Regions from separate parts of the Sus scrofa genome. Here region 1 is linked to region 2. Evidence: chromatin contacts called from public HiChIP or PLAC-seq data. All regions are on one chromosome and are shown on one strand. Each heading gives the region's core, a stretch centred on a gene start, on an enhancer-like site or on the middle of the called end of the contact. The rest is flanking DNA. Distances are from core to core; before and after follow the strand shown. Region 1 overlaps PECAM1 (platelet and endothelial cell adhesion molecule 1). Region 2 has its middle 22 kb from the start of KPNA2.

Evidence for each region. HiChIP or PLAC-seq counts read pairs in DNA pulled down with a chosen protein or histone mark.
Region 1: an H3K27ac HiChIP or PLAC-seq map of skeletal muscle shows a contact between it and region 2, with 3 times the contacts expected there. The contact joins two enhancer-like sites. A contact is called at or near these places in 1 of 47 Hi-C or Micro-C datasets (mesenteric adipose tissue) and 1 of 2 datasets of contacts at active chromatin or transcription factors (skeletal muscle).

The regions. Positions count from the first base shown.
Region 1 is chr12:14,714,177-14,716,988 of Sscrofa11.1, forward strand. All of the region lies in intron 14 of PECAM1 (platelet and endothelial cell adhesion molecule 1), which reads left to right. Among named protein-coding and RNA genes, the nearest start is that of PECAM1, 48 kb to the left of the region's middle. Within about 2 kb of position 1,530, at least 18 of the 83 cell types and tissues checked have an H3K27ac peak or open chromatin away from gene starts, as enhancers often do. A contact at or near this core is called in skeletal muscle, where this site is marked.
Region 2 is chr12:14,305,666-14,308,478 of Sscrofa11.1, forward strand. No RefSeq gene overlaps it. Among named protein-coding and RNA genes, the nearest start is that of KPNA2, 22 kb to the left of the region's middle. Within about 2 kb of position 1,451, at least 31 of the 83 cell types and tissues checked have an H3K27ac peak or open chromatin away from gene starts, as enhancers often do. A contact at or near this core is called in skeletal muscle, where this site is marked.

The DNA.
Region 1 (2,812 bases), core at 280-2,779, 410 kb after region 2:
TTAGCTGAGTTCTCCTGGTTTAGACGGAGGCATTTTCCCAGGGTTTGTTCATAGCCTGGTGCTCTGGGTTAAGAGCCGCCCTGGGGTTCAAAAGCCACCCCCACCTCTTCCTCCTCTGACTGGTGTGGACTAAGCCAAGGGAAGTTTTGATTTTCTTTTCCTCCTCCTTGTCCTCCTAGTGACAGGAACTAAAAGAGATAAACTGTAGCTGGGGAGAGAGCCTCTCCGTAAATGCGTGGTAACCCGTGGTGTCTTCAGTTCTCTCAGCCTGTGTGAACTGGAATGCCTGGCTAGCCAGCAATGTGGATCTTTACTCTGATTCCACCCTTGACGGTTTTGCAGCGCTCCAGCTTATCCTCAAAGTACTTTATAAGATGCTTTGCAGTTCATCCAAAGCATAGCTTGTGGACATATCTATTTACAGCAGTTTTTAAGACAGAAGGGCAAAGCGATATATTATAATTAATGAGCAATGCCGTCGAGTTCTTCCGCATGAAAGAACTCAGGTCTGGGATAAGATTTTCACAGCCGAGAGCAGTGGTTCTCAACGCAGGGACATTTGGCAACATCTGGGGACATTTTTCATTGTCATAATTTGGAGGGCCCGGGATGCTGCTGAACATCTTACAATGCACAGGACAGGCCCCATGACAAAGGATTTTCCAGCCCAGAATGTCAGTGGCACCAGCAACAAGAAACTCTGGTTTGGAGGACCTCACTTCCTGTGACTCCTCTAAGACGAAAGCTGGATTTCCTCTCTAGAGGCCCTGCGGCCACCTTGGAGGTGTCCTGGGCACATCCCACTTGAGGGCTGATGGCTCTGGGAAGAGATGCCGAGTCCTGCTGCAGACACTAACCTGTGTCTTTCCGGCTAGACAGGACCCTCCTGCCTCACTCAGCCTCCCTCTTCTGCTTCCACTTTGCCTGGAATTCAGACTTCCAGGATGCTTCTTAAAGGAGCAGAAATGCCGTGTGCCAAGAGCGGCTAATCATGGAGAAGGGACTGAAGAACAGAGGGCCCCCAGGCCATGTCCACTCTGGAGCACTCGAGGGCCCATCCCAACCAGTCCTCTGAGGCCCAGAGCAGGCCCGGCCCGCAGGGGGCGTCTCCAACCTCAGAGTGCAGGCGGATAAAACCTGCTCCACGGAAAAAACGGGGTGTTACCCACCAGACTCTAGTACCGCGAAGCAACAGGACAACAAGCGTGCAGAACTGGGTCCTCAATCAGTGTTATCAGCGCGCTCCAGTTTTCGTATTGGGTGTCTGGGCTGCTTTAGGAAGTGCAGCTTGAGGCTCTTGTCCTCTTTGTCTGACTCCAGAGCCCCTCGGGACTTTAGGGGAGCGGGAAGCATGGGATCCTTTGGGTCCTCCCAGGTCAGATTTGGGTTGGGGGGTGGGGTGCTGCCCACGGCCTCACTCAATGTGTGGAAGTTTACACAATGGCTCAATTTCTTGGTCGGGCTGATTCATCCATTTGGCCTTTGACGCCTGCCTCTGGCTCAGCCAGGACAGAAGGGGGCCCCTTAGGAACTTCTGGCCCTGTTCCCTCTGGAGGAGACGCACAATGGGGCTGTGATAAGACAGGGTTTGAGGGGGAAGTGGACTGGTGGAAACAGGATATTTTTAAGTTAGAGAAAGAAACAGAAGGTTGTGACTCCCGTTGTGACAGTTGGGCCCTGAGACTGCCCAAGATTCAGAAGGGACCGGGTTAGAGCTTGGACGGGGGGCGGGCGTGGAAACTGGGGCCCCTTGGGTGGCCTCTCTCGAGGAAGACTGAGGAGTGGCTGTGGGGAGGGGGGGTGCTGGTGCTCTCCCTCCCCTTCAAGAATGGCCGCACCTCCTCCCAGGCCTTCCCCAGGCTTCTGTGCTCAGAGCCTTGTCCATATGGGCCATTTGGGGAATCAGCCCCGATACACAGGCCACTCCCCCTTCAGAAACTCTGCCGTTAGTTAGCGAGGCCGGGTCCTGTGCAAAGGGCAGATCATCCCCCTCTTGCCTCTTGCAGTGAAAACCATCTCTAACCAATGCAGGTGGGTCGCTCACCTTCAACGCAGTGTCCCCTCTTCTCATTGGTCTTTCTCACCCTCTTCCGGGCATGCTTGGCATCGCCTTCTGGCAGGGCGGCCAGTCCCAGTGTGGGCTCCAGCCTGGGGACAGTGTGGTCTCTGGGTAGCTGAGACGAGGCTCCCCGGGGGAAAGGGATGTGGCGGCCCGTTCTTCAGGCAGCACCTGGACCACAGGTGCCAAGGGCATTGGCCCTGTTTCTGCCTTCTCCACTGACCCCACTCCCCAACTCCTGGGAAGAGACAAACCGATAGGAAGTATGGAAATAGCTTTATTCCCAAAGAGGATCCTGGCAGCATTATTTACAATAGCAAAACCTTGGAAAGAACCTAAATTTTTAAAAGTAAGGAACTGGTTAAGTAAATAACTGCGTATCCCTGGAATGATGGTTACACAGCCACCAGAACATTATGTTTAAGAAGGTACCAGGAAAAAAACAAACAAAAAAACTCCAAAACAAAGAAGGTACCAGGAAATGTTTATAAAATCACATTATGTCTGGAGTTGCCATGTGGCTCAGCAGGTTAAGGATCCAGTGTTGTCACTGCAGCAGCTAGGGGTTGCCACTGTGGCAGAGGTTCAATCCCTGGCCCAGGAAGTTCTATGTGCCATGGGTGCAGCTAAAACATATATATATATGTTTCACATTACGTGAAAAAGAAAGACTATAAAATGGCAGACTATAATTATAACTACCCCCCCCCAAGAAGCCCCCTACACTTAGTGGAAAATGACTGGAAGACATTT
Region 2 (2,813 bases), core at 201-2,700:
CATGCAGTTTGGCTCCCGTCCTCCTGCTGACAGCCAGGTCTGAGAGGCAAATCCCAGCCTTCCCAATGCTGGATCCCAAGCACGTAGAGGGGAATGGTTTCTAATTGTTCTTAGGGAGCAGGGAACTTGCCTGGCCTTCAGCAGCATAATCGGATCTGTCATTCTCTTCGGGAATTGGCTGGCTTTCTCCGCCTTGTTCTTTGCTTGGGAGGCAAAACTGCCATTTCCCCCTGGTATTTCGGCCGTGGTAATCCTGCTAGCCCTTTCATCGGAGCCTGGGGGAATGCGCTGGCCAAAGTCACAGCTGGCTCCCAGATGGCTCTCATGACCCCACCAACATCCCAGCATTGATTTGCTTGGGAGGCTTAAACGTGGCCAGCAGGGCAGGCTGCCTGCGGACCCCCACCCTAAGAGATTTATGGGCTCAGGCCTTGGAGGGGGCAAATCTCTGGAGGTGGGATGGGGCTAATCAGCCTCCTTCTGTTGCACGTTCTAGAATTCTGCCTAAAACAGAAGAGGCTGACCTCATTCTTAACCCCACCCGGAGATGGCAGATAACTAGATAACTAGCAAGCTGTTACTGACATTGCTAAGCCACCTGGCAAGGAACGTTTCTTTCGGAGTTCCCTTGTGGCACAGCGAGTTAAGGAGCCGGTGCTGTCCCTGCCGTGGCTGGGGTCGCTGCTGCGCCGCAAGTTTGGTCCGTTCCTGGCCTGGGAATTTCCACGTGCCGTGGTTCGGTCCAAAAAGAAAGAGAAAGTTTCCTTCTCTCTCTCTCTCTCCCCTCGCTTCCCTCTCTTCTCCTCCCCTTTCTCCCCCCACACACACACACACACACACACACACACACACACACACGCCGGAGAGTTCTCCTCTAGGGCATGTTCTTTAAGACACCGAGTATGACATCAAAATGATCTAAGGAGATTGTCATCTCCAATTCCCAGAATAAGAGTCTCCATCCCATTCAGGTGGAAATGAGCAACAGAGCCCACATAGTTTCTCGTTGCAAAGAAATTCTTCGGCGTCTATTTCCTGGAGATAATGTAGAGAATGTTAGCAGGTCTCTAACATACTTCAGCTGTTCAGGAAATACTTGAAATAATTTCCTGCTCTAGAGAATAGGAGGAGGGCCAGAAAGTTGGAAAGTATTACTCTCTTTTCTTTACCGTCTCAAATGCACTTCCCAAGGACTCCTTCCTCTATTCACACACCGGCTCCTATGAGCTCTTTTCTGGCTCTCTCAGCCTTTTTATGCGGGAATGTTCTTTTCAAGAGTGTGGCAGGAATCCTAGTAGCTTGGACTTCCCATCGCATCCTGGCCTGAGCTTCCTAAGGAACTTTACAAATATGAACTAATTAAGCTTGGAAAGCCCCATGAGAGCTCCCCGCCAGCCGCTGTTGAAATGTGGCCAGCTCGGAGGTGGACCAGCCGCTGTTTTTTCGCCCTGCACAGCAACCATTCAAACAGTGGAGAGGAAGGGAAGTGGGCTGCCTAATGCGATTGAAACTACAAGGAAGAAGCCAGCTGGGCAGCCCGTAATTAATTGCCTCCTTGATTTGCTTTTGTGTTGCATTCCGTGGGGTTCAGATCCTGGTGTTGAAATGGGGTCATTTCAAGTCATTGCAAAAAAATGTAACACGTCCCAGAGTCATTTTTATCTAAAGCAGTGGTTCTTAGAGTTCCCTGGTGGCTTAGTGGGTTAAGGACCTGGCGTCATCACTGCTGTGGCTCAAGTGGCTGCCGCGGTGCTGATTTGATTCCCGGCCCTGGAATGACCTCATGCCACGGGTAAGGCGGAAAAAAAAAAAAAAAAGTTGCTCTCCATCGAAGGTGCTTTTGCAACTCCAAGGGGATGGATGTCGGACAATCTGGAGGTTCATCTTGAGGACACAACTGGTTTCCAAGTGGGTAGAGATCAGGGGTCCTACTGAGCATAGTCTCTACAGCACAGAACAGACGACTCCCCCTCCCCTGACCCCCACAGTAAAGAATGATCTTGCTCGACATGCCAGTGGTGCTGAGGTTGAAAAACCCTGGCGTCAGTCTTCCAAGTGACTCAGCGATGGCTTGTGTCCTCTCTCTCAGCCCTGCATCTGGTGACCTGTCAGCCCATTCAGACCTAGGAACTAAGCTGGGTTCCTGGGCTCAGCCTGGAGCATGAGGACAATCTCCCAAGCCGTGTGGGTTGAAGACACACCTCTCCCCACACCCGGGTTCCCTGGAACCAGGTGCATTTTGCATTGTCCTTTTAGAAAAGGAACCACTTTGGCCACGGCTTCCGGTTGGGCCCCCCGAGCTTCGTGGTCCTGTTTGCCCCACAATAAATAGACTGAGCCATTCTGTTGCTCTGGCAGGGCCTCTTCAGTGAGCAGCTATTTCTCTTCTCCCTCCTCAAGGCCCAAGGAGATCCCAGGCTGTCACTGTCCAGCCTTCAGCAAGAGGCAGCCACAGGGAATTCCAGCCGAGGGACAGAGACTGGAGAATTTCACTTTCATCTCTCATTTTTGCAAACTTGAACTGTCCTTGGGAGTTCTCCCTATGGTGCAGCGGGTTAGGGATCTGGCATGGTCTCTGCAGCAGCCCAGCTTTGATCCCTGGCCGGGCACAGTGGATTAAAGAGCCAGCGTCGCGGAAGCTGTGGTGTAGGTCGCAGATGCGGCTCGGAATCGATCCCTGGCCCAGGGAACTTCCACATGCTGTGGGTGCAGCTGACAACGAAAGAACCGAACTGTCCTTCGTGGAGGATCCTCCTGGACAGCCCTATGCAGTCCCTCGCTCTTCTCTGCCACCCGCTTTGGCCCCCTCCTGC